Regions from separate parts of the Mus musculus genome. Here all the other regions are linked to region 1. The links are chromatin contacts, called in public Hi-C and HiChIP or PLAC-seq maps. All regions are on one chromosome and are shown on one strand. Each heading gives the region's core, a stretch centred on a gene start, on an enhancer-like site or on the middle of the called end of the contact. The rest is flanking DNA. Distances are from core to core; before and after follow the strand shown.

Region 1 (6,156 bases), core at 463-2,962:
AATCCAGTTTTTAAAAATCAACAATAAACTTCAAAGAATTGTCCAGTGTCAGGATGATCAGTTATTTTGCCTGTCCCTGTAGCTAGTCTCTCAGCCCCCGACATGCAAAGGTGGAGTGACTTTGTTCAGCCAGGTGTGCTTGTTTGAATGCTGATTTTAGTTAAAAGGACTTTAGTCCTCCTGGTACCCCTCTTCCAATCACATCTCCTTGCCCTTCACTGTGGCAGAAAGGGACCGCTCTTACGACTGTACTTGATTACAGTTCTCCGAAGACTGACTGTCAGAAGTAAGAGCTATAGAAGATCACACTGCCTAGAGGACACAAGGCTGTTTATTCCTGTGTGTACAGAGCTCTCAAGCCTATGCGGAATGTAGGGCCTTGGAGGTCTGTATACACACAGGATGCTGTTTTAGCTTCTCACAAAGCTGCTTTCCTAAGACTTCACACCAGCTGTACATCGCCAGCTTAAATAAAGCTGTTCTAAGATCCGTTCTCTGCAGCGGATCATCGTGTCTGTTATGAAAGTAAAGATACACTGAGGCTAGGCATCCCTTGCTACTTGGTCTCCTTATGAGAATCTACAAGAAAAAAAAAAAAAGCTCAAGTAAAGAATTATAATCCTATGTATGTTCTTAATCTCAGGGGCCTCGCTATTCTTAATTATTTGTTCCCATCTTTTCTTTGGCTGCCAGGGAACTCAGTAAAGTTGTAGCATCGGCTAGCAATTATACCTGACTATGGTATGTGTGAATTCCTCTCCCTAACCCTGCCTTTATGGTATTTCTACCTTCAATCTCTCCTTAATTATTTAACTTTCAAAGTTGTGTGGGTGTGTGTGTTTAAGTCTTGGTGGGTGAGAAAAAATTTTTTAAAAAGAAGAAATTAATAAAGGGGTTTGGGTTGATGCTCAGTGAGTAAAAGTACTTGCTACACAAGTGTAAGGATCGAAGTTCAAATCTTAAAGCCAACTTAAAGCCAGAAGAGTATCTGTAATTCCAGCATGCCTACAGCCAGATGGGAGGTGGAGAAAGGAGACTCACCCAGAAGTTCTTGGGTCAGCTAGCCTGGCATACACAGCGGTGAACAAGAGACAGATAGACAGACAGTCTCTCTCTGTCTCTGTCTCTGTCTCTGTCTGTCTCTCTCTGTCTCTCTGTCTCTCTCTCTCTCTCTCTCACACACACACACACACATTACAAAACCAAGTCAGAAAGGAAGATATGTCACTGGTTTGAATATGAAATATTCTCTATAGTCTCATGTGTGTACAGATGCCCTGAGAACAGAGCCTACCACATATGAACCTGGGAATGCCTCAGAGCTTAAACCTAACACTCACCTGTAACTGCACTGTCACGATGAAGCTGGGTTCTCAACCCAGGTCTGTTTGCTACAGATTACAGCCTGTAGTACACGGTTCATTTGAGTCTGCTTAAAACTCGACTGTTTAAGTCTTTTTGAGAAGTCAGAACTCCCAAGAGGCCTTTCTTCCTGTTGAACACTCTCCTGCCTGTCCTGTTAACCTGCGAGTGGTTAGGGTTGGCTTTCATTTTCAATCATTTCTACTTCCCAGGGAAATAAGAACAAATTGTGGAGAAATTGCTGTGGCTGGAAGCGCACACAGGAAAGCAAGGCTGACAGGACAGGAGGAAGAGCAGGGGTGGGGGTGCAGACAGGAAGGGACTTGCACAAAGCGCTCAGAACTTGACTGAAGGCCAGGGAAATACAAAGAAGATCTTGGCAGGAAGCCTGGCCTGAGACTTTGCTAGAGCCACAATAGCACTAGGAGGAAGGGAGGAAGGGAGGGAGGAAGGGAGGGAGGGAGGGAGGGAGGGAGGGAGGGAGGGAGGGAGGGAGGGAGAGACCGAGAGACACAGACAGAGAGACAGACACAGAAAGACAAAGAAACAGAGAGACAGAGACAAAGAGAGATAAAAAGACAGAAAGACACAGAAATACACAGAGAAACAAAGACAAAGAGAAAGAGAAACAGAGAGACAGCGACACAGAGAGAGACAGAGACACACACAAAAAGAGACACTCTTCCATACTCTCTTCCCCTTTGCCTGCCCTGAGCCTCTGCTCACCAGGCAAACCCAACTTGATACTTGAGTCATTGAAGAGGGAACTCATTTCTATTTTTAGTAAGGACTTTCATCTCCAGTTGTGCCATCCTTCTACAGAATCTTAATTTCCCAGTTGCTGTAAGATCCTAGTAAAAAATTCAATATTTTTAAAACATCACTCAGTCTTGGGGGAGCTTTGTCCTAATGCAAAGATGAAGATGGCTCTCAGGTGCCAGCGAACAGCTGCGCCGTGCATAGCAGAGTCCCATTCACCAGAGCACTGATGCAGGGCACGTAGCTGGGCAGCTCCATTTGTTCAGGAGTAGAACTCGGTTTTTCCCTTTGGTAGGGGACAGGATCTGTTTCATCTGGGACTTTTTTTTTAAGCACCCCAGTCATTACACAGCTGGTCCTAGAGTCAAAAGATTCCATTCAGAAAAGCACCGGACAGTTCAGCATTCAGACCCTCAGCATACAGAGCCTGAGTGAAATCAGGACAATTCATTTTTCCACCCTCTGTTTATTTTGAAATTATTCAATTCTGGGGACAGGTTACAAGAGGGATGAAAAGACTATCCATACACCCCACACACACCTAGACATTCCATTGTATTCCATGGTATATTCTGCCTTCTGCATGTGACACGCACATGTCCTCATTCTTTGCCAAACTTTGAACCTTTAGAGAGGAATCTGCAGAAATTCTTACCTTTTACCCTACAAGTTCTTTAAAATAAAGACATATCCCTGGAAAACCACAGTATAATCGTTATGCCAGTAAACATTCCTAAATGAGATTTATTATGTATCGTAGAATGCATGCAAGGATGCCATCACACCCAAGCTCTGTCCTCGCCATCCAGGATCTCACTGGGAACTGTTGTATTTGGTCCCTGTGGCCGTTTTTTGGCACTCCAGTGCATCTCCCCACTTGGTCCCCCACCCCTGCAATTCTCTAAAAACACTGTTTGAAACTCTAAGTCAGCCATTTCACAGAGTCTCACTTTGAGTTTCATTAGTTAATCTGAGCAATCACGTTTATGTCAAGAAACAGAAATATTATTACACGGACTCACATGACATTGTTAGCTTTGTTGTTCAAAACCCAAGATTTCATATAGTTCAAGATGCACACTATTATGTCCTTACCATTACATGCTACCAAGAATGCACAACGTTCACTAAGCTGCTGGTGGTGCTATTAAGTTTGATTCTGTGGTTAAGGATCCACCAGAACTTACCACTATTTTAGTCTCCTTTAAAGTAACAAGAAATCTGTGGGGACTGTGAATGTCACCTCTCATTTTTTTTTTACGACTCTTGATGATGATCATTTATGTGATGAAGGTAAATGGTTTTCCTGTCTGTATAATTGTTTTCCCCTTGTCTAGCTGGCATCTTCTACTAAGTGTTATACCTCCTTGCTGTTTTTAGGATCTTGTTTGTTTGTTTGTTTGTTTGTCTGTTTTTCAAGATGATATTTCTCTGTGTAGCCTTGGCTGTCCTGGGACTCTGTGGCCAGGCTGGCCTCAGACTTAGAGATCTGCCTGCGTCTGCCGCAGGAAAGCTGGGATCAAAGGCATGCGCTGTCACACCTGGCTCCGGAACCTTTCGTAGACAGTAAGCACATATATTCTTTGTTAGTTATTATGCTCCATAATTTATTCTTACCATTGTCCCTTATTAATGCTTTTTACATTTAAAATCTTTTAAAAAGATTACCAAGTTGTTATTGCCTTTCTAAAGCCCTTATGCTATCCCTTGATAATGCACGTTATCTGCCAAATTTGAACTGAGAGCTCCCAAGAGGTAATTCAGAATCGTCCATTTAGAACTCCGAATTTATGCTGTCTTTGATTTACCTCTTCTAGAAACACACTCAGTAAGGGAATTCACTTGTAGTTACCTTATTTTTTGGTTATCAGTTCATTCCTCTCTTCTTCCTTTCTCTGAATTTCTTTTCCTTTCTCTTTCTTTCTTTCTTTCTTTCTTTCTTTCTTTCTTTCTTTCTTTCTTTCTTTCTGTTTTTTGTCTTTCAAGTCACATATATGTTTGGAGTAACTACTGTGTTAGACTATGTGACTAGCACCATCTCAACCTCGATCTATACAAATAGATCAAATAAAATGTTATGGACCAAATGTAAAATAGTTATAAACCTAGAAAGGAAGACTTACATAATAATAATAATAATAATAATAATAATAATCTCAGATTATTATTAAGTCCAATATCAAACTGTATTCTAATTTAATTTCAAGTAAACACAAGAAATTTTGTGTAATATTGCAAGCCCAGCATAAACAGTAACATACATTGCACAGAAACATTGTATGTGCATCACACTGAATTTCTAATAAACTGTGAAATGTATTATTTATGCCTCCAGTACAAAATTTAGAACACTGAGTTTGATGCCATCACGACTAACATGCCTCATGCCAGCTAGTTTCTTCTGACCCATCTTTCAATTTTCTTTCTATTTTTTAAAATAACATAATGGTTTTAAACTTCAGTTACATGTTTTCTAGAAGTTCTACTTGGTTCTTTCTTAGAATTGCTTGACCATATTTAATTTTTTTCTATGTAGACATTTTTAAGTTCATGTTTTATTTGTTTAAACATAGCAAGTGTGGAGTAGTTTAGGCTGTGTGTGTGTGAGTGTGCGCGTGTGTGTTATACTTGTAGAGACTAGAACATAACTTCAGATACCATTTACTTCTATTCTTTGGAGATAGGGTGTGTCACTGACCCAGAACTCCTAAAGTAGGACAGGCTGGCAGCTTAGTGGGTAGTGGGGACCTTCAGTGTCTGCCTCCCTAGCACTGGGTTACAAGTGCAGGCTACTATGCCTAGCTTCCCTATATCCCCAGCTTGTGACTTTACATTTCTTGACTAATAATCCTTTATTCAGAGCCTCTCTAAATGTATAGCTTTTATCTGTCTGTTTTGCTTTGTTTTTAATTAATTTCCTGGATAGTACACATTTCTCATGTGGTTGGCTTTGTTCTGTTTTCTGTGAGCTACTTATTTTCTGCAGAAATTTATTTGGGAGACTTGAAGGCTTCTGTGGAGACGCTTCCGTCCAGATAAATCTCACTGGACCATCTTCTAGGCTACCTGGGCCACCACCCGCTCAGACCTAATGGGAATCTAGGCGTCTGTTCTTTTTTCACCTGCAGTGCTGTCCATCCATCCTCAGGCTTTGTGGGTGACAGACAACCACTCTGACTAAGCCACAGCCTCAGCTCAGAAGTTTGAAAAACTTGACACCATCCAAATAATAAGAATTTTCTACTGAAAGGCAGATTTTCATGGTTATGTGTCTGGGTCACTTTCCCAATATTACCTCTGCTTGGAAGCAAAGCCACTTCCTTTGCAGGCTTCTGGAAGCAGAGATGATATGGAGTCTTGGTTGCAGAGGGAGTTCTCTGGATAGAGGCCCTACGCTGGTCAGGCCCTTTTCCCCCTGGGATTCGGCCATTTGGCAAATATCTTTGCTGTTTGGTAAAAGTAGTTTCTGCTCAGATAGCTTCTCTTCACTGAGATGGGCTTGCTGATTCCTTACAATAGTCATCTTGCCCTTCAGTCTTCTTGAAAGCATCTCTGTCCAAGGACCTGTCAAGGCTCTGATTTTGCTTTTAAGACGATCCAGCCAGCACTTATTTATTTCTTAAGGAGGCAAAATTAATAAAGTTGAACTGGGTGTGGTGGAGCGTGCCTTTAATCCCAGCACTCTGGAGGCAGAGGCAGATGGATCTCTGAGTTCTGGGACAGCCAGGACTCAGAGAAACCCTGTCTTGAAAAATAAACAAAGAAAAAGATGATGGCGGAACAAATACATTTGCTTAATTCTGTGCAGTAATTCTGTGTGCTTCAACTAGTTCTGATTTTGTTTCCCACTAATCCTTCTTTCCCACATGGTTTTGTGCGGATAACTGGGATCATGCCTCTTCCACAAGCCAGGAAATGCAATTTCACTCGTTGATTCAAGAAGCAAATGATCAGTCCATTGTGAAGACCGTCCAACTGTGATTCATCCCCTCCCACTTCCTCTTTCCCCCTCCCCAAAACCCCAGCACAGCATTT
Region 2 (6,314 bases), core at 952-3,451, 170 kb after region 1:
GGGAAGCCGCTTCTGGTTGTACATCAAAATTACCAGAGAGATCAGGGAGAGGCGGGGAAAGGGAAAGGGACTAATTCGGGGAGTGAGAGAGATTGATTAGAAATAGAGGGGTGAGTGTTCTTTGACCTCCCTACAAACCACAGCAAGGACCGGCTTCCTCTGGCTCCCTGCCTAAGAGTTTGAGACTTTTCTTGTCATGTAGGACAAAGCTCAGCATTGGTGATGGCCTTCTTACCATCGTCTGCTAAGTCAGGCAACTCGTGGAGGTTCCCTAAGTGTGCCCCAAGATACAAAATGCAATTACCTACATAATGGACACAGCTTTATTGCAGAAAGTATATAAAGAAGCCCTCTGTTAGAATGGATCTCTTCAGTAGAGCCCTTGTTATAAGCCCATGAAGTGCTCAGTCTGTGTCTACCAAGGGCATGGCTAGAGAAGGCAGTGGCCTTGTGCTGACCCCAGGAGGAGAAGCTGAAACTGGGTGCCCGAGTGGAACAGATGGACAAGCTGGAGACAGCACTGGTGCCCAAAAGACATGAGTTAGGCTTCAGCCTGCTTAGATAAGTTTCCCCTTCAGTTGTTGAGAGGATTAAATGTAAAATTCTTGGAGCATATGACATCTTCAGAGTGTCACTCCCTGTCCTCCAGCCCTCCCCTCCCCTCCCCAGTCAGAGCCTTGTTGCCATCTTAAACACTTCACATCCAAATCTCAGGACAAGAACGTAAATGTCATTGGCAGGTGTTGATTCGGTGGGGCAGACCCAAGTGCCCCAGCTCCTTAAATGGGTCTGCAAACTCAGCTTAGTAGTGACAAACTCTGTCCTCAGTCACGGTGGACCAGGACTTGTGGCATTTCTATCTTCCCAGCAGCTTGACGGCTACTAAGAGCCAATTGCTAAAGAAGGGTATTAAATGCTTTTCCTATTTTGCAATGTAATGCTGACTTTAAGTCTCTTCCCTTGGGACTTTGGTGGAGTCCTTTGGCTAGTGGGTGGCTGTCCGAGTTTGCTTTCTGTTGCTGTAATGAGCACCATGACAAAAAGCAACCTGGGAGTAAAGGGTTTGTGTCACCTTACACCTTACAGTATAGCATGACGCGAAGACAGGCAAGGGGCCCACACAGAGGCTGCGGAGGAGTGCTGCAGACTGGCTTTGCTTCATCACTCGCTCAGCCCACTCTCGTATGCAGTCCATCTCGGGATGACTCCACCCAGTAAGCTGGGCCCTGCCATATCAATCAGTAATCAAGAAAATCCCTATAACCCAGTATAATGGAGGCATTTTCTGTTGAGGCTCCTTCCCAGATGACCCTAGTTAGTGTCACATTAACAAGAAACAAACTAGTATATTTGTAGATATTAGGGAAAAGGGTCATCTTTGATGGGAGGTAGTGGAGACAGGTTCTTCTAGGGGGTGGAGCTGGACTTAAAACACCTGACCCTGTAGGACATGCTGTAGTGTCGAAGGCACTTCCACTGCTTAGCTTTCTGTCCCGTCGAGACTTGCTGGCTTTGGAGAGCCTGAGGTGGCTTTCAAGGGTTCCTGGAATGGTTTGTTGTTTGTTTGTTTGATTGATTGATTGATTGATTGATTGATTGATTTACCACAGTACCTGGAATCACTGGAATGCACAGTTGTTCTCTGTGGCTCCAAGTAGCCCAAGCAAGAGTGTGGCTCCAAGTAGCCCAAGCAAGAGTGGGCAGTGGGGCCTTGAGTTGTGCACAGTCTGGATTAGATGTTAAGAGTCCCTCCGACTTGCACTGGAGTCTTAGAGTGCAGCCATATACTGGGGCAGTGGGAGACCAGTTTATAAGTCAGTAGAAACTTCTTACTTAGTCTAAGCCTCCGTGTGTGTGTGTGTGTGTGTGTGTGTGTGTGTGTGTGTGTGTTTTCCATCCCCTAAAGTGCTGTTGTGAACTCGGGAAAGAAAGGAAGCTGTTAGAAAAGCAGAACTGTAGAAGAATCTAGAGAGCCAACCCATGAGCAGCGCCAGCCCCCTCTTCTCTTGCCCCCGCCCCAGCTTTCCTTTCACACAGCCTACATTTGTTTTTCCACTTAAGTATTTAGAAGGTTTGTAATCCGATCATTTAAATTTGTGGTTATAAATGACCTTTTCTTTAGGAAAAAAAAAAAAAGAGGCAGTTGGTTCAGAGAGGGTGGCTGAGTCATTCAGCAGTGAGTGACACTGTGAGTTGACTCACAGTGGGCACCAGGGTAAGGGGCTGTGGCTGAAAGGGTGGCGGTAGACATCTGGATGGAAAAGGGTTAAGCAGACACTGCAGACCCTTGTTCCTCAGGCTCAGAAGGTGAGCCAGTGCTGGTCTAAGTGTAGGTAAAGACCAGTGGGTGGAGCAGCCTACCAGCAGCAGCAGCAGCAGCAGCAGCAGCAGCGTGAGTCACGTGTGGATTGCCAGATGCAGCAGAAGCATAAGGATGCCCAGTTGAGTTTGGATTTGAGATGCACAGTGAAGCTGGGTAATCAGGGCACACACCTTTAATTCCAGCACCTGGGAGGCAGAGGCAGTCTGGTCCAGGGCTACACAGAGAAAAACCCCGTCTTGAAAAACAAAAAGAGAAACCAAGTATTGGACTGTAATTCTTACCATAGCTTATCAGTACATCCAGCTAATAACTGTGGCTTACATAACATCAGGGACTATCAGAGATACGCATTGAATCATTTTGAATATAATTTTGTCCCAAACTGTGCATCTGAATTCGAGTTTGGCCTCATGTTCTGATTTTACTCAGTGATATTTCTGCTTGGCTGTGCCCCTAACATTTGGACAGCTCTGTGACACTTTCACAGAGTAATGACAAGGCCGGGAGGAAGGGATTGTGGTTGAGAGCCTCTTAGTTGGTGGGAAAATTAATGTTCCAAGCTTTCCCCACGGAGAAGACACTGTACGACCAAACTGCTGGCTTTGTCACAGGTGCTGTCTCAGTTGGCAGAAGGTCCTCAGAGGCCTCCTCAGATGAACGCGGCCTGACAAATTCCTGGAGGTTCTTCTACTTAGGATGAAGGCCGAGAGCCAGCTTGCCTACTACTCTCTTGTTTTTATAAGGGAACTGAGGACTCCTGAAGCAGTGCTAAGGAAACCTCAGATGGAGGCCGCTGAGGTCTTTCAGTGCTGTGACTGGATTCTTAGTGACTCTCAACTGTCCGTACAGTCAGGCAGCAGAGCTGCTTTGTGGACACAGCCCTGATTTTTGTTACTGTTAAGTTCTGCATAGGTAGCCCTTTGTTGCCAGTTAACAAAGACTGGGCACCAGATAGTTACAGGGATGTCACTCATGACAGTGGGTGTAGTATGAGACATGTCGTGTGTTTCCCGAGCATAGATACTCAGTAGCAGGAAAGTGAAACTTCAGAGTGTGTGTGTGGCCCCTTTCTGGGTTCTCTATTTTGGGGTCTGTGATGTAACTTCTTGGGCTTTTAATTTCTCAGAAATGAAATGTTCTTATAAAGTTTATTTAGTTTACACTAGCAGCTTTTGAAACAAACTAATTTGAAGATGAGGAGACACCAATGAAATCAGTAGAAGTCAGTAACTGTATCCACTGCAGTATTCCTTCAGGGACTTGGCATAAGCTGATCCTTCTCTGTACTCTCTTTATGTAGTTTATCCCACTCCTACCTTGGTAGGTATTTTCTGGTATTTCTTTGGAAAGTAAATATCCAATATCAATATAGTAGTGTTCTTTATGTATGCATCTGTCTTCCTTGGATCTGCCTTTAGGTAATTCTGCATTTAGACTTGTTACTTCAGAAATTAAATTATCCTAGGCAAGTTGTTCAGTATCTTGCATTGCCCTTCATCTCTGGGGTTTGTTCACACCTCTGCCAGGAGTCAATGTTACACATTACTTCCCTCCTGATAGCATTTCTCAACCTGTGGGTTCCAACCCCCCCACAGGGATCACATCATATCCTGCATATCAGACATATCAATATTTACATTACAGTTCATAACAGTAGCAAAATTACAGTTGGAAGTAGCAATGAAAATAATGTTATGGTTGGGGTTTGCCACAACATGAGGGACTGTATTAGGGTCACAGCATTAGGAAAGTTGAGAAACACTGTTCCATGACCTTAATAGCACGAGACTCCCCTTGCCAGGTTGGAGAAGATGAAGCAGATTATGACTAAAAAGCTGAGTATGTGATGGAGGAGACTGGCTGAGATCCCAAAGGTTTGACAGGTCATAATCCTTGTTTACAGATACTCTCAATAGACCCCAGATAACACAGATAATTCAATGGCTACTTTTATAGGTACCAAATAATATAATCACCTGAACTAGAAAAGTTGAAAATTATGAGTTGTGTAAAAAGATTGCTCAAAGAAATGAGGCAGTACCATACACTCAAACAGCCTGTTGGAAGCAGGTGTTCTGAAGTTTGGAGACAGGGGATTGATTCTGGGAACAGGTTTACTGGAGAGAGAGATGAGAAAGCAGCAGTGGGAATTCTGTCTTGTTTTAGAAGAATTTCATCTGAATTCTGGTCATCTGGTATCAGACTGCCATTTCCTATCAAGCAAAAACATACCTGGTGAGAAACCTAAGAGTTTTACATACTTTCTTCAAAGCTAGCTGCAAGTCCATCTTGGTAAATAGTAATTAAGGATTCTTCCTCAGTTGGTTAATGGTACCCATTGAGTTTTATCTGCCAAGTGGGCTGCAAACATTTTAAACTGTGAGATGTGTTGAATGTTTGCCTGGCTCTTCCTTGTCACCTACACAGTATAACCTGAGCTTCCCCTAGGGCCCAGCAGATTCAGGTTAGATGATGACAACCAAACATGTGGCTGCTCTCAGGAAGGCTGTCTCCAGAACACTCCAATTCCAAACTGAGAGAAGCTGACATTGTCAGGCAGTGCCCAAGCCAGGCTGGGCTTGTATCACAGTCTCAGACACACTGCTTTTGTAATTGGCTCAGTTTTTTGGTGTTTTTTTTTTTTTTCCAGTCATTCTGGAGCACTGGAGACACTCCTGACTGACTGATGTATTCCCAGGAACCTTTGTGGCTGGCGTGGAAGATGTGTTGAATTTTTATTCAGACATCTCCTCAGACAGCATGTTCCTGTCCGTGAATACTGTTCAGCTGAACTACACTCTATAAGAATTATCATTTGTTCTGCTACAGGATGATAAAGGCAAATATTATAGAAAAAAGGGGAACTCCCTTGAAAAGCCAGCTAACCCAATGTAAAAGGCACACACTGTATGGAGTCCTATGTTGATTATGGTGGAAACCATTTACATTAAGATACCTAACTGCAAGACACCCCAAAGGTAAGGTGTCTGTACGCTTACAGTGGGAGTCACCAGTAAGCCTAAAGTCAAGGTTTTGCTCCCTTGAGGACCAGGGTGGGGGTGGGGTGTGTTGGGTTTCAGGTGCTGCCTGGCCTCCCACACTACAGGCCAGTTTTCCAGATCTCACCTGATAACTAACCATGCTCTCACTTTATGCGGGATTTTATTATTTATTGGCAGAGGTCTTTCTTCGTTTTCTTTTTACTGTCTGTGAGGCGTTAGAAGTATAAGGCAAGAGCTGTGAAACAGTGAAAACCGAATGGAGGAGATGGCAAGGTTAGATGTGATCAGGTCTCTCTTTAAGCCATGCAGATTAGACATTCAACACTTGTGCTGCTCTCTGCTGCATCCTACCCATGATCCTTAGAGGTAACAGTAGTCTGGCCATGAATTAATTCCCCATGAGGAGAGTTGAGAGACCCTCAGGTTGTGTAGGGGAAGTTTAAGAGCTGAGTTTCCAGAAATGCCAGGCAGGTCTGCTGTTGCAAGATGACCTGCTTCTTGGGAATCCTGCCGCATCATTCCTTCTAGCTTACATTTTCATTTCTGCCTTGATGCTTTTGGAAGTCACTGAATGGTATTAGCGTATGCTCTGGGGGAAATGGGACAGTGTGGTGACAGATTTGGAGAACCACAGCTGCAGCGGGTCCGGCTTTGGATGATAGTAAATTCCTCTGCAGGTGTCTCCGCCCCTGCAGCCTTCGCTTCCCTTCACCTGTTGCCCCTTAGGCCTGATGTGTCCCTGCCTCCTGCTGTACTTTCTAAGTGATGCTGAGATCCTGGCTGCAGAGCCCAGCTGGCTGCAGAGCTTGCTCCCGCCTGTCTTTCCTGCCCTTAGCCTCATTTTCAACCCAGCTGGGGTGATGTCTCATTACTTGAAAGGAAATTAAAAAGCATTTTACATTGCTTAATACAGATCACTAATTGAAGCTCCCCTAAACCCAAGGAATTTATTTTCTCATTGATGTGTGCATAACTCCTATTAACATTAA
Region 3 (5,875 bases), core at 446-2,945, 250 kb after region 1:
TCTGTGTAGTCTTGGCTGACCTGGAACTCACTCTGTAGACAAGGCTTGTGTCCAACCCAGAGGTCCTCCTGTCTCTGCCTCCCCAGTGCTTGAGATTAAAGGCATGTGCCACCACCACCCAGCTGGGGAAAAAAAAAGTTTGTATTACCCAGACATGTGATAAAAGTAGTTTCAAGAGTCTTATCTTTGAGTAAGAAGTACAGCTGTGGAATGCAGGAAGAATCCAGTATCCCTGGCTGGCCAGACAGCTCAAGGCTGGCTGCTCTTGGCAAAGCCACTTCCTGCCTCCATCTGATCTCCAAAGTATCTGGACTTCCAGCACCTGAAGCCGCAGCCCTGTGAGGGACTTGAGGATTAAAGACGGGATGGAAGAACAGAGTCTGTTACAAAAACTTAGAAGCCATTCTCAACCAGTGTCGGATTAAATCACGGGTTTGGGTCAGACAATAAGACAGTATCTTACCAGGTACGAGTGAATTAAAAAGCTGAACTGTAAGAACAGTTTAAAGAACTGCAGCTTTATAGGCTGGAGAGACAGCTCAGCAGCTCAGGCCAGGGAACCTACTACAGTTCCCAGCAGCTCAGGCCTGGGAATCTAGTCCAGACCCCAGCAGTCAGTCCTAGGAACCTTGTCTAGTCCGCAGAAAGCTGAGTGTGGCAGGCAGCACTACTTGTAACCCATTCCTGGGAAAGCAGACAGACAGGAGGAGTCACTGCTCACCCAGTCTCGCTAAATGAGCTAGCTGCAGGTTCAGTGAGAGTGAGAGTCCCTTTCTCAAAAACAAAGAAGAGAATAACTGAGAAAGATGCCCATGTAGTCCTCTGGCCTCTGTAGACATGCAAACACACTGGCAAGAATACCTGAACAGCATGCATCACACACACACACACACACACACACACACACACACACACACACACACACACACACACACACACAGGCACAGATTTTCAAATGCTGATTAACTACAGTAGCTCAAGTCAAGAATAAGGGTCCTGGGCTGGAGAGACGGCTCAACCGTTAAAGGCTAGGCTCACAACCAAAAATATAAGTGTAAGGGTCCTGTTAGAGATCCCGCTCCAAACCAACACTGTGTGCAGGACTGTGGAGGTGAATGGGTGCTGCCAGTGAATTAAATAGTTTTTGCTTGTTTATTTACCTAACAGCTTGTAGTAGATATTTTGAGTCTAGGACCAGTGAGAATAGAGTGTGAGAAAAATGCCACAAGATGTGACATTTGCCTTATAATGTGTGACTGTTTGTCATTTGTGTGTCACTCTTGTGAGGGGGAAAAATGGCCCAGAAACGTTAAGTCCAGAGTGGTGCTATCTTTCTTCTGAACAACTGTTACATTCTAATGTGTGTAAACTTATTTAGATGGCTACACCAAAACAAGACAGCTGATACTAACTTAAATTGGAAATTGCCTCATTAGTGAGTCAATTCATGATTACTCAGTCACCTGAGTAAGACTGGGCTTGTCCCCGATTGCAGCAAGATCCCCCAACATCCTGACATCACCTGAAATTGGTGCTCGCTCTTTTTCACTTTGATTTAACTAGAAGTAACTTGATGAAGGTTAGCATGCGTTAGGAGACAAGCCTGGGCTGCCAGCTCTTCATTCTTCTTCACTGTCTGGAGCGGTTCCCAGGCTGGGAGCAGTGAAGGTTGGTTGCTGTGAAGAGCCAGTGGGTGATCTTTATGTTTTTCAATGATGAAATGTCTCCATCTAGTGGAATTTCAGAGCAGTAAACACTCACTATTAAAATGAAGGTAAAGCCTTTTTCTTAAACACATGGTGGTCAGTATAACTTCCAATATGCATTTAGATGCTAGACTTACAACTACATATATTTCTGTGGGGCTAGAAATGGGAACAGTGCTGACTTAAAATGTTAACTTGGTTTTCTCCTTGGGGGTGGGGATGGGCTCCTGGCCTTGTGTGCACTAGGCAGGCACGCGGCCACAAAGCATCTACGTCATGAGATGTACAAGGCAGAGGCACACATGCACACATGCACGAATGGTAGCTAAGAGAGATGTTCACTTGACAAAGGACATGGCTCTCCTTGGGGGAGTTTTGTCTATGTAAATTCTTTGATGTGTATAAATATTTCAAATAAGAATATGGACACAATGTGATTATAATTAAACAGTTTTCTGGGTAAGAGAACTACAGTATCACTCTCATGGTTGATCTGTTAGTTTAATAAGGTTAAAAAGGAAAGATGCTAGGAGTTTCTTTGTTTGTTTGTTGTCTCACTATGTAGCCCTGACTGTCCTGGATCCCACTTTGTAGACCAGGCTGGCTTTGAACTCATTGAGATTCACCTGGCTCTATTTCCAAGTGCTTGGACTAAATGTGTGCTCTAACACCCCTAACCAAGAAATAGGTTTTATAATCCCTCAAAATTAGAGAGATAGCTCAGGAGTTAAGAGTGTGCTGCCAGCACCCACATCAATAAGCTCATAACCATCTGTAGCTCCAGCAGGATAGAGGTCTCTGGTATCCAAGGGCACCTCCACTCCTCTGCACATTACTGCATAGAGAGGCACACATGCCTACACATAATTTTTTAATATAATTTTTTAAAACTTATATTAGCACTTTGGGTGTGTGTGTGTGTATGTGTGTGTTTTCTACTGTTATTTATCTCATAGCCACACCCACTTGGATGAGTTCCCATTTTATTCTTTTATTCTGTGACTTTCTAAAGCCCCACCAGATGTCACTGGTCCTTGGTACCCCTGCTCAGAAGTTTTTTCTGTAGGGAACCTGAAGGAGGGAGGACTCTGGCTTAACAGGAGGCCAGGGTGTCTACCTAATGTTGACCTGGGGAAGGTCTTCCCAGCCCAAAATCAGTACGTTTTCTTCCCTGACTGAGCATCAACAGAGCCCAGCCAAAGACAATTTTAAAAAAAAGAAAAAGAAAAGAAAGGCCTGAGGTTTCTCTTGTTACCTTCACAGACTAAAAAAAGAAGAAAAGGAGGTGATGTGTCTGTAATGGTCAGAGGCTGAGGCGCCTAATATGGTGACCGGCAGGCCTGTTTCCCTGGCCCTCATAGATAGAGAGGCTTTCATTTGGTGCAAGTCACAGCTAAACTCCACGCACATGATCATTGGCCCACCCACTGTTAATGGGAGGAAGCTCACATGCCATAAACCTTCATGAATCCAAGCGTATGGATAATAGTTCTATATATAGTGACTGTAAACTGAGAGTCGGAAGTGCCCTTCCTGATTCACACTCTGAGAATTTTGCTGCAGTGGCTCAGAGATCTCTTCTGCCCTCCAGCTACACAACTGCCTGGCCTCCATCTGAATCTGGGGGTGGGGGTGGGGGGAGCTATGAATGTTTAATAGAGTAACATCCTGTTGAGAGTGTCTGAGGAAATCCTGTTATGTGGTGTTCTTATACTACCTGCAGAAGGTCATGTCTTCTTCCTACTTCGTCAAGAGCAAGCTTGATAGGTCCACTAAGCATACATCCAACCCTCACTGGGCCTCCTACTGCTTCTCCAAAGTAAACTGAGGCTGGTGTGTGTACTCCACACACACACACACACACACACACACACACACACCCCTCATTCAAGATTGCCTCCTACCCAGAAAGATGCTCCTCCCCGAGCCCTAAGTGGGAAAGTTTCCGTTTCAGGATCTCCTGATGATGCCCTTGAACTCCTCAACCTCCTACTGGGATTTCCACCCTTAGCTTATGTGGGGCCGGGTATTGAACCTAGAGCCTCGTGCACGTAAGAAAAGCACTCTGACTTCAGCGCGTGGTGCTTTGGATTTCTTAGGGCCCGTGTTGAAAGTTTGCAGAAGGGGGCACAAGGCTACAGAAAAGGCATAGGGTCGGCCTGCAGAATTCCCAGCTGGATGGTGCGTTCAATTCATGTCCCTTCTTTTCCTTTGCAGGGAAGGAGACTGGTGGGAAGCCCGCTCCTTGACAACCGGGGAAACTGGTTACATTCCCAGCAATTACGTGGCTCCAGTTGACTCCATCCAGGCAGAAGAGTATGTTGTTGTTGTTGTTGTTGTCTGTCTAAATATCTGCTTTTAATTGTCACATAAAATGCCAGTGACACAGCACAGGAGCGAGAAGACCTTTCCCAGTGGTTAAGGGTTGAGAGGCTACAGTCCTGCTGTGCTGTCGAGTCTGCGCAGTACACTGTTATTCACTTCGTGGTTTCCTTTGAGCCCGTCCGTTTTCTGATTGAGAAGCTCTATGTGAGTACCCTAGATGAAAACCCAGTAACTTGCTCCAGATGAAAAACCAATGTGGGGAAACCACAGCTGCAGTGTGTGTTACTGAGAGCCCACCGTGCGCCTGCAGTCTGCTCCCTGAGCACTTGGGAGGCAGATAATTATGAGAGATTAAGCCCACACACACACACAGGAGTCCTCTGCTTGATAATCAGAAATACTGAGCCTTCTGAAAAGACATAGCTTTTTGTTCCCCAGGCAGAAGAGCAACTTGGAAACTACTGCAGTTGTGGGCTTCGAGGGATATTTTCCTTGGACTGAGGTCTCGGTTGGTGTTGTGGCTGGTCGACCTTGACCAGCAGTTATTTGGCCCCACCCTCCCACTGGAGGGAGGCAGTTTTGGAAAGTGGTAGGAGTCTGGGGCTCTCAAAGGATGGCTGACTGGTCATTGTTCATTCTCTTTCCAGAGAAACCTGTAGGAACTCTTAGGAAATGGGGAGGGAGGTTGATGTCCCAAGCTCAGGAACATGGATGGCCTCTACCCCACCTACAGGGACAGACCTCACCAGAAAGAGAAAGGAGTCACTGTCGGTTGCTCACGGCCTGCAGCCTGCTGTGGATTTGCGGAGGCACAGCACAGAGGAGTAGACCTTCACCCTAGCCTAATCCTCATGCGTCCATCATTCTTCTTTAAGTCTTTTGTACTCCTACACTTCGATCTGTTTCTGCTTCTCCAGCACTGTGTTTTGAGCTGTTTTACCCCCTTCGTTACTAGTGTGTTTCATTATCAGAAAATAGGAAATATGTGTATTTGTATTGAATTTTTAGGACAGATTGGTAAATATCTCCTGTGTCTTTTCGGAATTTAAAACTTAACTACAAAGTAACATTCCTTTGATTTAACTGAGAATCCACTTGGGGGTGCATATTTAAGTCATATTTATAATGATAAGGTTTTTTTTTAATATTTTGGGCTTTTTAGAGTATAAGTTAGCTTTTTAAAATACAGCCTGTGGTTTTTACACGTGCAATTAATCGGTATTTTGCACAAGCAGCGTGTGGTTAAGTGTAACCTCTTGTTCTGCAGGCCTTCCTCTCACCAGTTTTACACAGCATTTTAATTGAGTTACTGATACAAACCAAAAAAAGACATTTCTCACATAGCTGGTGTCGTATCCTTTACAGCAGCTATTGCTACGCTGGGATTGTGGAGAGTTTGGGTACTTCTCAAGTCACTGAAGGTGACGCTCCTTCGGTGAAATTCTTTGACTCACAGAAGGATCTGATGGTGAACTTCCTAGCTACATTCAGGCATGGTGAATTGAAGCTTCATTTTTAAAACCATTTGCTTTCATAGATGAATACTGTGATGGTTTGGTCCTGAAAGCTGCTCCTACTCACAGATTCTGGTGGAATGTTCCAGAACTCTCCCTTGGGCTCTTGGCATACTTATCCTCTCATATACAATCCAGTGCTGAAATGTGAACGGATTGCCGGGCGTTGGTTAGGACTCAGCAGCTCAAGTGGAGAGACAAAAGACGCATTCCGGTCCTGAGGAGGCCTGTGAGGCTTCCTGCCACGGCACAAGTGTGCTGTCAGTGCTGTTGCAAGGGAATGTTAAAATGTCTGCACCACCGACTCATTTTTATGGACATGCCCATTAA
Region 4 (6,296 bases), core at 770-3,269, 150 kb after region 1:
TATTAATTATTATTATTATTACTGTTATTATTATTATTGGCGGTGGTGGTTGTTTTGGTCTTTGAGACAGGGTTTCTCTGGATCATCTTGGTTGGAATACACTCTGTTGCCACACTGGCCTTGAATTCAGGTATCTGTCTTCTTCTGCCTCCAAGTGCAGGACTAAAGGTGTGCACCACCACGCCTGGCTTAGTGCATTAATCTTAATGTACTCTAGCACAGCAGATTTTTCACGCAAATAAAGAGAAGTGTCCAAGAATAAATGGCATATACTACTTCAAAAAGTAGCTGGGTAGTCTGAATGCCTATTCAAGAGCAGAAGACAGAAGTCCACTCTAGAAAGGCGAGATGTACAGATCCGTGCCGAGCACCTCATCACTTCTTCTCTCAGAAGTCTGCTTGCCTACAGATCAGACACTTGCACCCCGTTATCTTTATAATGTTTCAATAAGACAGAAACAGATTCTTTCCCACTACCACTGATCTCCAGGCTACTCCATTGCAGCCTCAGTCATATAGACAGTCATAGACATCTTCCTCTGCTCAGCCTCTGGGACACTCCCTTTGGGCAGGCATGACTGCCGTGTGCTCCTTTGACAGCTGTGCCGTCTTTATCGCAATGCTACTTTGATACAGGCCTTCAACTTCTGTCTTAATCTGTCCCAGTCTCCTGTACCTGCCCCCATCCCTAAACAACTCCTGTTCACAGCCTCATCTAGTTATGCACTGCCAGCCGAGTCCTTCCTGTGTGTGGTATCTTGCTTCCCTCCTCCTTGTGATCATTGGTGGGTCTGCTTCTGTCCACAGCAGGTGCAGAACTCTCTCACTTCCCACCAGGAAGTTTCCCCTAGGTTTCCTCCAGGAACTCGCACTACATCTCTCCCTGCACTGCTGACTCAGCACTGCTGACTCATTGCTGGACTGAAAGGGTCTCTAGGCAGATTGCCAGTCTGTGGCCGTGCTTGGGTATCTCACAAATGTCCTTGAGCTCTGCAGGAGATGGTTCCAAGCATCCTTGTCGCTGTGGAGGTCTGTAGTTCTCTTCACTCAGCAGTTATCCTATGCTGTCTGGATCCATTGGAATCTGTACAGTTTCGAAATACTTAGAGATTTGAGAGGGAGCAGTACCAAGAGATTAGAAGAAAGACCCAGGCGGCCCTGCATGGGCAATGTCCTCTCTGTCCTCTCCTGATTCTGCCTGTGAGGAGTAAGTGACCTCCTCTTGGCTAACTAGGGAATACAGATACTTCCGTTTGTTCTCCCTTTTAGCACCCAGCCAGGCACAGGGTCCACCCCTTAACACCTGAGGAAGGAGTTGGGCAGGTACCCACGACTTGTCTGTGTCAGTATTTCACAGACACATGTAGCTGGGAGTAACCTTTGAGATTATCTCCTCTGACTACTTCATTTTGACAGCAGAAAAAGCTATGGTCAGAGTGGGCACATGACCTGTCTGACCTCAGACAGCAGTGACATCAGCAAGCCCTTAGCGTCAGCTTTCAGGCTCCTACTCTCCTCGTTTGCCATAACGCAAATGCACAGGTCACGGCTTCCCAGTCTGACGCTCTGCCCACTGATAACCGATGGCTGCTTAGAAGATTGGGTGGAGGGGCTCACTTCTGCTTTCAGTTGACAGCGACATCTTAGATAGCTTTTGGTATACTTCAGGGTTTTTTTTGTGTATGTAGTTTCTTTTAAAACTAGATTTTGCTATTAGTCCACGAGATAAGTCACGCCGGACGTGATCTTGTGTATCAGGTGAGGGGTTGTCGGCTAGTGAGGGATGCAGCTGATATTTTCTAGCCGTTTTCCTGCAGCATCTCATTCTTACAGTGAGTTCTGAAGCACACGGGTCCCTGGAGACGTCTGTGAACTGATGCATTTCCGGTCTTGAGCATTCCTGCCGCATGAAGCATTTGAAGGCTCTGAGAGTTCATACTGAAAGAACACCATCTAATGTATTTGTTTTAGGTGAATACACATGATAGGAAACTTTTCAGTGACGCAGCCATGACATTTCACCTTGCAAAGCTGAAACTGTTCCACCAAGACAGTAACTTCCTCTTCTTCCCATTTCCCAGCCCCTGACAGCAGACATTCTGTTCTCTCTTTGTATTTATTCTGATTCTAAGTACCTCATTTAAGTGTATCTAAGTGTAGTATTTACACACTTCACAGCATGGTGCCTAGGACACACAGAGAGGAAGGGAGAGCCAAAGGTATAATACATTCCTAGTAGCTTGCTTCCTCTCCAAGCAGGCCTAAGTTCCTAAAATTTCTGAAACCTCACAAAACAGTAACACCAGCTGGAGTCTAGGTGGTCAAAACATGATAATACAGTAACTTTTTAAAATATTTGAGAATCCACAGTTGTTTAACATGTTTTATATCCAGGCCTCTGAAATTCACTTGGACACAGAATTATCTTTCCCATGATACATGCAGAATATGGTATCTTGAAAAACCTCAGGAAGCTTAGTTAAAATATATATATATATATATATATATATATATATATATATATATATATATATATATATATATATATATACATACATACATACACATACATACATACACTTATTTCAGAGGTCAGAGCTGGAGGAGAAAGGCTAGGGATCTGGGTCATGATGCTCTTGGCCTGAGTATAAGATCAACATAGTCCCAGAAACTGTGATGAGAGGAGCTCAAAGACAGCACAGCTACCTGTGTCAGGAAAGACCAGGGCTCTGAGCACAGTATGGGGAAGGTGGGCCCCATGGTACTGGTTTTACCTTGCTCTCCACTGGTGACCCCTATCATCTCAGGCCAGGGGAGCGAGAGGCTGAGCCCTCCTGCCTGTGAGAACAGGGCTTGGGTAGCTTGGTGAGGAGGGGCTTTCAGCTTCAGCTCTACTGTTTGCTCATTACCCCAAAGAAGGAAGAATGTTGTCTAGCCAGGTCCCTTGCAGGGCTTGCTGTTGTAACTCCCTCCAATTGCCCTGCTGTGTAAGTCTAAATAGCTGAGGAGTAAATGGGAACACTGTCATTGGGCAGGCCAGTCCTCCCCTGCTTTGTCTTTCACAGACCTCAAGTGTGGCCATGCTTGGTCTTTAGGGTAAGCTCAAGAAGTCCCAGTCTCTGTTGACCTGGCAGCAGGGATGGAAAGACTCAGCACACAGAGTCTAGTGTTGTCAGTTCTCCACACCCTAAAGCAACAGTTGTAGGGACACCCAAGAGAAGACAGACTGCTGTCTCTGTGATAGCCTTATAAAGCTGCATTTGGTGTCGATAAGGATTCGAAAAACTATGATGAGGACCCAGCACCCCAAAGTGTCTTCAAACCAGCGTGCAGTAAGGTCAAGGGGCGCTCAGCTTCCTAACCCACTTGACCAAGAGCAGACGATGATACCTCCCATGGTGGAGAGAGGCCCTTGTAAGTTCTGAGACCCTTAGATGGCAGCTGCCACTTAGCAAAACTATCATTATTTTATGGAGCTTGCTGTTCTGTAAATAAACACTACTGTTTGTTCTCAGACTCCTTTCCTTCAAGTGAGTTCAGAGCTGGCTTACTGCTTTGGCCCCTCCCACCTAGGTTCTCCGTTTCCCAGGATCAGAGATGTACATGGAGGCACCGAGACCCAAATGTAAGGGAAATTCTATGTAGAATCCAGCAAGTTTCTTCCACAAGCCTGTTTTCTCATCTCTGCAGATCCTAAGATGTCCCTTCTAGTGTTATGGCTTTGTGACTTTTACCAAAAATTAAACACAGAATTCAGTTTCTAATTGTAAAGGTGTGCAGATTGGCTGCTATTGGCTGTTCTAGGTATTTGGATTAAATTAGTGAATAAGACCACTTAGCCTGCTTGGGGAAGAGAGGAGAGGCAGGCAGTGATCTCCAAGACATACTGAAGCAGTGTAAAAAGGGGTCTGTTTGACGTGGAAACAAAGTATTCTGGGAAGAGAAAGGGGAATGCCCCAGGCATAAGGGGAGGCTATTAATCTACCTGTGAGGCTTTTAGGAAATCTATTTATTTTAGATTCAGAGTTCTGTTGTTTGGACATAAATGGGTATCAAATGATCCCTTGGAAAGCTTTCTTCTTAAATGATCTAACTTGATAAAGGATTACCTCCAAAGTGTGTGTGTATGTGTGTGTTCTCAACATGTGCCCACACATGTAGATGAATAAACATATGCACATACATGCATGACTCCACAGCAGAAGCCACAGCTCTTGTCTCTCTTCCAAACCAGTTTGTAAAGTCCAACTAGGGTGCCGTAGTAATGCAGTCCTCCCAGCCTGCCGTTTACAGGAAGGGAACTGAACACAGAGAGATGCTAATGACTCAACAGAGCCAGTGAGTCAGAGGTGGGAACTGGGCCTGGCCTCCAGCCTTGGACTGGCAGTGGCCACCTTCCTGTGCCTTCCCAGTTCCTATTACCACAGTAAAAGCCCAGTTTTCACCTCTCTTCTTTTTTACCTGTGGTCTACTTCCACCCCCATATTTATATGGTTAGTTTTTAAAAAATGGGCAAGACACTCCAACTGTTCTGAATTATTTTATAATGATAGTGAAAAACATTATATAATCTAGAGATAGTTTCAAAACAATAAACTGAGTACTGGCTATCTCAGTGCTGTAGTAGGATACAGAATCTACATAAGCCAAGTCCTCCTTTGTCCCCTCAGTCTTCCCCACACATTCTAACCTTCACATGTGTGTCCCCAAAGCTTTCCTAACCAAGGCTCACATTCCTACCCTTTCTTCCTGATCTACATCACAAAAAGACCAAAATTAGGAAAGATCTTCCCAAAAGGTGGGCGAAGAAAGGCATGAGAATTCACCGAGGCAGCTGCATAGAGACAGCATAGGAGCGAGCATGCAGCGTTCGTTTCCTCACTGCTGCTGATGCTGCTGATGCTCTGTTCTTAGGTTCTCTCCTAAATTACCACATGGAGTGTAATCCGTACAGAAACCTGGTGTGGCGGGTGTTGGCATCTTCCGTTAACTGATGGGAAGGAACCTGACCAGTACTGTGTGATGGAGAAATGCTGAAATGGGAGCCCAGTTCTCTGGCCATCTATCTTCTTTCTGATGCTACCTCTAAATAGCACAAGCCTTCGATACTCTGCACTCCATCAGTTGCCAGATCAAAATTGTAACTATTTGTTGTTAGCACCGAAGCAGTTAGCATACATCTTGGAAGCATAGTAGGTAAGTTAAAGACAAAAACCTACAGGCAACACCTTAGGACATAGAACTTTTGTTTTGTTTGAAAATACAGTCCAAAGAGATCCTAGCAAGCTCCGTGGAGCCCTGTTCCAACAAGTCAGAGGCGATGGGCTCTTTCTGTCCTTTAATACCAACATGGTGCTTGTGGTAGGTCTGGACTGCTAAGGCAATGCCTGCAACAGAGAAAATGACAGGCAGTCCCTCGTCATAAGTATGGGAGGCTAAAGATGGTCTCTGGCAAACATATGGACTCATTTATGATGGGCTCATTGTATGCACTTGCGACTTGATAGAAATAAGATAGGAACAAGAGTTCTCAGATGAAGTGCCAGCAGGGTGCATTTGGTGGCAGCACGGTGGCTGAAAGCTGGTGTTGACTGGGCAGGGAGGTGGTGGGGAAAGAATTCCACATGGGAGAAGGAAGAAAGTCTAGAGAAGAAAATAATTAAACGAAACCCAAAGCACACAGCAAAGGAAACTCAGAGTAATGAATGAAAGCAAGTAAACAAAGAGGCGAGGCAGGGAGATGACCCAGCACAGGACTGAGTGTGAGGTCTGGCACACAGGCAAGAGGGGCATGTTGGGCAGCCATGTTCCCAGTTAAAAAAAATAGGGCAGCCTCTCTGTTCTCTTCAGGGTCGCCTCTGGTTCTCATACAGATCCCACTGGACAGTCCTGCCCTGGGGAAAAGAGAGGAGCCCTTCCAGATGCCTGAGATTGTGATTGCTGTCCCAGGAGAAAGGTCATTTGGAAGTAGGCACACTCATTTATCACCATCCATATTTGTCCCCTAATATGCCATGAAGACCAGAGGGAAGCGTGGTGAGGTCCAGTGGTGAGAGCTCACGGTGATGCCAGCCCAGGGGCTGTCACTAAACACATGTCTTAAATCAAATCTCTTTCCATTTTCCAGCATTTGCAGTGAAGACCTTAAAGACCATATACTTACATGAGAGCCTCAGCTCTTTGTGAAGACGCTATCCTGTTAAAACTGTTTCTGGTTACCGGTGCTATGTGCTTCCCAGTGGCCTATAATGGCACTGTGCGCTTGCTTCCAGGCCCTGAGGCACAGCGAGCAAGCA
Region 5 (5,672 bases), core at 2,097-4,596, 220 kb after region 1:
CCAGGAACCTCCTCCCCCACCCCTCCTTCACCAGTCCTTTCTGCGGGTGCTGCCCAGACGCTGTATGGATCTGCCTTACGTCATCATAACAAAGTAACTGAGCAGGCCACTTAAGCAGTGAGGTGGTGCATTTAGTTCACGGTTCCAGAACCTGAAAGTCCAAATAGCAGAGCATAGATTTGGTGAGTGCCAGCCCCTCACTGCGGGGACAGCAACAATGGGAGCAAGTGTATGGTTGCTTCTCAGACTGGGAGCAGAAAGGACTGGGCTGGCAACGTTGGCTTTTGTAATAACTCACTGGAGAAAGTCTCACACACAGGCGCGCACACACTCCCACAAATCCGACTAGATTATCTCTGCAGGGCGTATCTTTAATAATAATATCTCCCACTAAAACCAGATCCCATAGAGTCTACCACCAAGTTATGGACCAAACTTTGAATCACAGTGGACACTCAGTCACACTCAAACTATAGACCCTGAGTCTGCTCCCCCAGGCAAGGAATAACAGCATGCTAACTCCCTAAACACCACTGTCAGTTAGGTGAGCAGAAACATCCCTGTCTGTCTGTCTGTCTGTCCACTGTCTCTTGCACTAATGCACTTCAACAGCGGGGCCGGGCTTTCCATCTTTGTATCCTGTGCACTGTGTGGTGTGCATACTGTGTGCTGTGCAGTGCCTTCTCATTAGCCGTGCGTGAATGAATCCCTGCATCCGTCCTTCATCCATTCAGCGCTGTGGCAGCAGCCTTCCAGGCAGCTAAGGACCAGAGTGTTCCAGTGAAGCAGACTCTAGCATCAGTTTATGGGATGCTGGCCCTGCTCTCCTTGCTTTATATTCCAAACTGGCGAGGACACCTGATGGCACCCTGTTCTTCCTCCCTCGCCCTCTCTGCATGAGGAAATCCCTACTCAGGTCTGAGAAGAAAACAAGAGCATACACCACTAACAGTGTAAACCGGAGGTGGGGGAACCGTAATCTAACCATTGCTGGTGACAAGTTAGCTTCCTGCATGCTCAAACACCTTTCTCAGATGCCAGCCTGTGTCATCTGGCCCTGTGAGAATGAGAAAACTGGAAAGATAAAAGCCGGACGATCTTCCGGCTTCCGCATCAGGTTAGCCATAACACTGAGGCCATGTCAGGAGCCCATGTGTTCCCACCAGCCTGGGAAAGGGTGAGTTCCCAGGAAAGATCAAATAGTTGCTGTAAAAGCACTTCTGAACTCCAAGGCAAACAGATCTTCCCAGCTGAGTGCCCTCCCTATGGCCTGAAGAGTATCAGCTGCCAAGTAGCTGTTCTTTTTATCTTCTTCATAAACCACCCCAGGCTGAGGGTCCCGTCTGTGAGAAGCAGAGTGGTGATCCTCTGCAGGAGTGTATTTGAACTTATGGAATAAGTGACCATTGATTCACATAGTGCTTAGACAATATATTTTTGTAAATACCCCTAGGAACACAGGTGTGGGCACTAATGCCGTACAGGAGAACTTTGTCCCTAAACTTGACTCTGGTAGAATGAAGCAACTATTTCTGCTAGGTCAGAGGGCTTGCTCCTGCATCTTGCTTCAGCCCAGCCTGGAGTTCACATTGGATGGCTGGTGCAAAGCTGACTGAAGAGGTAGCTTTAATTTTAATTTTCCATACTATATAAAGCGACACACACACTCCTGGGAGTGGAAGCTTGGGTGTTAGCAAGCAATTAGACTTTGCCTACCACCTGGACTCGCTCTACTGAGAAGAACACAGGCAGGCATAGTTGACAGTTTGGTGTTTACAGTTGGGTGTCTGCAAGCTCACTGTTGGAGTCCACTCGGCACAGTTTTGGGACTCCATCTCAGGGGTCCTCTCCACTTTTCCACTCACTGTGCCCTGCTCCTTCTTGTCATTTGCCTTCCTTTTAAGGTCCCCTCTGCTGTCTTTCTGGCTAAACTGCCACAGTTAGAAAATGTACCTCCTGGAGGAGGCACAGAGGCCCTTAGCAGAGGGCACAGGAAACTGATCACATGAGCTGTGAGCTCTCTCATCTGAAGCCGGGGTTCCTCTGATGGTATGGCCACAATTACTTAGAGTATTCCCTTTAAACCTGTTGATGCAGCTGATCCAGAAATCTAGAGTCACACATGTGGAGGGAAGTCACCAAGGGGAGAAAGAAGTCTGGCAGACAGGTACAGAAACCACATTGTCCTTGTGTTATCCTAAATAACCCACTAATACTAAACCTTGGTCTCAATTTTGAATTGAGTCAAGTTTTTGACCCCAAACTTGAGGCTGATAAAAGAAACGCTGAGCAGTAGGGTGCCCAGCCTCTGAAGCCGTGTTTGCAGCTGTGTCAGTGTCGTGCCTCTGCGGAGGACAAGTCAAAAGTAGAATGTTAGGGAATGTCAGCCTGTCTCTTTCTGATCTCAGGACTTTGTCAAACGTGGGGTCAAGTCTGACCCTTAACGGTGTAGGACATATTGTAATATACGATTATGTGGACGTTTGTAGGTATGGAGACCTGGTCACTTAGACTTGTCTCCTTCATTTCTTTAGTGAGTGGAAAAGAAGCAATCACTGGTTTCTAGTTTACTTTTCCCTAAGACAGAAAATGATACATTCCTTATGTATGTGTGTATGTTCATGTTCATGTGTGTGTTCACATGCCAATGTGTGTGTTTACATGCAGGTATATGTGTGTGTCCATGCCAAAGAGTTCATGCTTGTGTGCACAGGTGTGTAGGTGCGGGTGTATGTGTGTGCATATGTATATGGTAGCCAGAGGTAGGGACTTAGAGACTGTCATAGCCTTGTGTGACTTTCCTGCAGGGACAAGGATCCGAGCTCGGGTTCTCAGTGCAGTAGGCCTATTACCAACTGAGCCATCTCCCCAGCCCTCCATTCTCACCTCTGTGCTTGGCTTTAGCCTTTCAGTTCAAGCTTTCTCCAAGAGTTGGGTAGTCATGTTCTGAGACAAGGCCCCATTAGGGTCTTACCTCACACAGGTTATGTGTGAAGACTTTCTGTGCAGCAGGCTGAGATCCATGATAAAGTCTGCATCCTACAACTATGCCTCTCAGAAGACCTGCTGTAGTAAGTATCGGCTCAGGTCATCTTCATGCTGCCATGCAAGTCACTGGGGGGAAGTTCTTTGTTCTTCCTTCTGTGTTGCCACAGCACCACTGCACTCTTCCCGTACAGTCTTCCCTCTGTGCTCTGTAAGCAGCTGAGCTTACAGGCGTGTGCAGCACACCCAACTTACGACATCACACTAGAATTTCTTGGGAATGCTTGTTCCTACTTTGGGGGCATTGTTGCAGAGACTCTGAATGCCACTAGAGACAGATGTCAGAATGAAAGATGGAGAGTAAACAATGACTTCAGGGTCCTGCTGCTCTGAACTAACCCCACTGTCGCCTCTGGGTATAGACTGTTCTGTGTGTTGTGTTGCTGTTCAGTAGTAGAAAGGACTAAACAGAACATGAAATGGAGAGGACCCAAACACAGTGTAATACAGGCCTCCCTGTTCCCTTTCCTTCCTTTAGTAGGAACTTCTGGGAGAGGACAGAACAAGGTTTCCTGTGAATTCTTTGGCTTGAGCTGTTGCTTAAATCAGTGCCCTTTCTGCAATACGAGTCAGAAATGCTGAGGAAGCCTTGAGAGGCAGTGTGGCTCAGTCCAGTGGGTTCAAAGTGCAGCCTCAGCCAATAGCAACTGCATCACCCAGTGCCTTGTCAGAGTGCAGCTTGCAGGCCCCTCCTCATACCGACTACTGAGTCAGACGCTTCAGCAGCTGGGCCCACCCAGCGTGGTTTTCACAAGCCTTCCAGGTGACGGTCAAGAGCATGAAGTTTGAGGGCCACTAGTATTCAGGAAATCCCACTGGACAAATTCATGTTCAGCTGTAGAAGCCACCAGACAACCCTCTCCACACACACATAGACCGATGCTGAGCCTCAGACCCCTCAGCCCCCACACATACACACACGTACACATACACATACACATACACACCCATGCTGAGTCTCATCCCCCCCTCCTCTGAAGGAGGAAGGACATGAAACCAAAGGCTTCTATGACCTCTCTTTATGATGTCTGGTCTTAAGCCAGCTGTGACAGCATTTTCTTAGCACATGCGTACACTCTAAAAACTAAATGAGGGAAAACCTTATCAGTGTTGCCTCAAGAGAAAGCATTAATGGGAGCTGGAGAGATGGCTCAGTGGTTCAGAGTGCTTGCTGCTCTTGCAGAGGACCCACAGTGAGTTCCCAACACCTATGTCAGGCAGCTCATAACTACCTGCCATCTCTACTCCAGGGGATCTGATGCCCTCTCCTGGCCTCTGAAGGCATCTGAGCACACACAGCAGACACAGACATGCACACAGATATACATATGCATATAGATAAAAATAAATCCTTTAAGTATTATTGTTATGGAGATGAATGTAGAAGGGAAAAAACAAATTCAGAATTTCATATCTTCAATACTGTGATCTTCCTGCACCCCTTCCTTTGTGTATATATGTGGGGGGTATGTACTCACATTTGTGTGTGTTTGTATGTGCATGCACACATACACTCTCAAGCACAGAAGTCAGTATTGGTGTATTCATGTCTTCCTAGTCATCCCCTTCTCTCTTGTACATGTTCAGTGTGTGTGTGTGTGTGTGTGTGTGTAACTGGGAATTGAACCCGGGGCCTCAGACTAGGCCAATGTTCTGTCATTGAGCTATATTTCTGGTCCTCTGGTAGAGTTAGGTTTGCTGCCAGGCAGCCTCACTTCCTTGGGATTATAGGCATGTTTGCATCTATGAAGGTATACCCACTGATTAATCTACATATGTATAAGGTCACACCCTAATGAGATTACAACATCCATCCACTGAGTGCTTTGTGGTGGAAGTAGTTTAAGGTGCTGGGCACACACAGGTAGGCAGAGCTTGCGTTGGCAGGGACTGAGTCAAGGAGTGTGCATTCAAAGAACAGCAAGACAAAGGGTGTACAAAGGAGAGAGGATTGTGGGAGCCGAGGCAAATCTGATAAAATACTTACAATGTATCCCCCATACAGCAGGGATGCATCCCCAGCTGTCATTTCCGGAGTGGCTGGGTTAGAGGGCTAGAAGGAGAGCCAGCCATCGTCATTCGGCTGGTGGTTTTGTAACTTTCATTTTCCTTGAACATGGCATGAACATCCAGCTAGTCTGCCACGCTGTCATTGTAATCACCTCATAGGAGTCTGTTTGATATGTTTTCTTAAGTTCCTGTGGGTGAGTGCCTAGATTATTCCCAGTTTTTCATTATCACTGATTGCACTGAAATGAATGTTGTTGAGTCTTTATATACATTTTTGTTCTTAGGATAATGTCTAACAGAGGAAGTCCTTGGCCAGGAGTAGCATACGTTTGGAGATTTTTTTCCTGACTCTGTTAGTTCATGTCTTCTGTGATTGTTTCACTGGCCGTTTTCCAATCACTTCACACCCTTAGTGGATGACATCTCCTATGTTGAGCCCAGAGCCTTGGTTGCTAGTTATGTATTGTCATTGTATATTGTCATTGTATCCTTCCATTATCACCTTCGTCCTCGGGTAAGTTCTAACCCAGATGCAGGACACATAGGTCCTGGGTACATGTGTCCCTTCAGCAGGTGTGTTGTGGGCCTGTTGTCCTGTGTGTCCTCTTCACTGGCCT

What was found. Hi-C and Micro-C count contacts between places; a contact is called where the count stands out from the background. HiChIP or PLAC-seq counts read pairs in DNA pulled down with a chosen protein or histone mark.
Region 2: an H3K4me3 HiChIP or PLAC-seq map of bone marrow-derived macrophages shows a contact between it and region 1, with 4 times the contacts expected there. The contact joins two enhancer-like sites. A contact is called at or near these places in 3 of 484 Hi-C or Micro-C datasets (B cells, bone marrow-derived macrophages and nephron progenitors) and 5 of 115 datasets of contacts at active chromatin or transcription factors (the 230-238 cell line, CD8 T cells, bone marrow-derived macrophages and 2 more).
Region 3: an H3K4me3 HiChIP or PLAC-seq map of neural progenitor cells shows a contact between it and region 1, with 16 times the contacts expected there. The contact joins two enhancer-like sites. A contact is called at or near these places in 1 of 15 datasets of contacts at CTCF or cohesin (the NIH/3T3 cell line), 4 of 484 Hi-C or Micro-C datasets (bone marrow-derived macrophages, forebrain, tail fibroblasts and 1 more), 15 of 115 datasets of contacts at active chromatin or transcription factors (the 230-238 cell line, the HPC-7 cell line, T-cell acute lymphoblastic leukemia and 9 more) and 4 of 9 other capture datasets (adipose tissue, embryonic stem cells, liver and 1 more).
Region 4: a contact with region 1 is called in a Hi-C map of bone marrow-derived macrophages, with 65 read pairs. The contact joins two enhancer-like sites. A contact is called at or near these places in 1 of 15 datasets of contacts at CTCF or cohesin (the NIH/3T3 cell line), 4 of 484 Hi-C or Micro-C datasets (CD4 T cells, bone marrow-derived macrophages and peritoneal macrophages), 7 of 115 datasets of contacts at active chromatin or transcription factors (the 230-238 cell line, bone marrow-derived macrophages, embryonic fibroblasts and 3 more) and 2 of 9 other capture datasets (adipose tissue and liver).
Region 5: an H3K27ac HiChIP or PLAC-seq map of regulatory T cells shows a contact between it and region 1, with 5 times the contacts expected there. The contact joins two enhancer-like sites. A contact is called at or near these places in 1 of 15 datasets of contacts at CTCF or cohesin (the NIH/3T3 cell line), 3 of 484 Hi-C or Micro-C datasets (bone marrow-derived macrophages, cortical neurons and nephron progenitors) and 10 of 115 datasets of contacts at active chromatin or transcription factors (the 230-238 cell line, bone marrow-derived macrophages, embryonic basal ganglia and 7 more).

Annotation. Positions count from the first base shown.
Region 1 is chr10:39,265,074-39,271,229 of GRCm38.p6, forward strand. No RefSeq gene overlaps it. Among named protein-coding and RNA genes, the nearest start is that of Gm31562, 23 kb to the left of the region's middle. Within about 2 kb of position 1,713, at least 138 of the 459 cell types and tissues checked have an H3K27ac peak or open chromatin away from gene starts, as enhancers often do. A contact at or near this core is called in the 230-238 cell line, CD8 T cells, T-cell acute lymphoblastic leukemia and 6 more, where this site is marked.
Region 2 is chr10:39,432,975-39,439,288 of GRCm38.p6, forward strand. All of the region lies in intron 2 of Fyn (Fyn proto-oncogene), which reads left to right. Among named protein-coding and RNA genes, the nearest start is that of Fyn, 66 kb to the left of the region's middle. Within about 2 kb of position 2,202, at least 56 of the 459 cell types and tissues checked have an H3K27ac peak or open chromatin away from gene starts, as enhancers often do. A contact at or near this core is called in CD8 T cells and bone marrow-derived macrophages, where this site is marked.
Region 3 is chr10:39,518,831-39,524,705 of GRCm38.p6, forward strand. Fyn (Fyn proto-oncogene) reads left to right here. Exons shown (of 14, transcript NM_001122893.1): 6 at 3,924-4,022. Among named protein-coding and RNA genes, the nearest start is that of Gm40627, 69 kb to the right of the region's middle. Within about 2 kb of position 1,696, at least 46 of the 459 cell types and tissues checked have an H3K27ac peak or open chromatin away from gene starts, as enhancers often do. A contact at or near this core is called in T-cell acute lymphoblastic leukemia and neural progenitor cells, where this site is marked.
Region 4 is chr10:39,411,467-39,417,762 of GRCm38.p6, forward strand. All of the region lies in intron 2 of Fyn (Fyn proto-oncogene), which reads left to right. Among named protein-coding and RNA genes, the nearest start is that of Fyn, 45 kb to the left of the region's middle. Within about 2 kb of position 2,020, at least 95 of the 459 cell types and tissues checked have an H3K27ac peak or open chromatin away from gene starts, as enhancers often do. A contact at or near this core is called in the 230-238 cell line, adipose tissue and bone marrow-derived macrophages, where this site is marked.
Region 5 is chr10:39,487,240-39,492,911 of GRCm38.p6, forward strand. The region is part of intron 3 of Fyn (Fyn proto-oncogene); the gene reads left to right. Among named protein-coding and RNA genes, the nearest start is that of Gm40627, 100 kb to the right of the region's middle. Within about 2 kb of position 3,347, at least 47 of the 459 cell types and tissues checked have an H3K27ac peak or open chromatin away from gene starts, as enhancers often do. A contact at or near this core is called in bone marrow-derived macrophages, oligodendrocyte precursor cells, pro-B cells and 1 more, where this site is marked.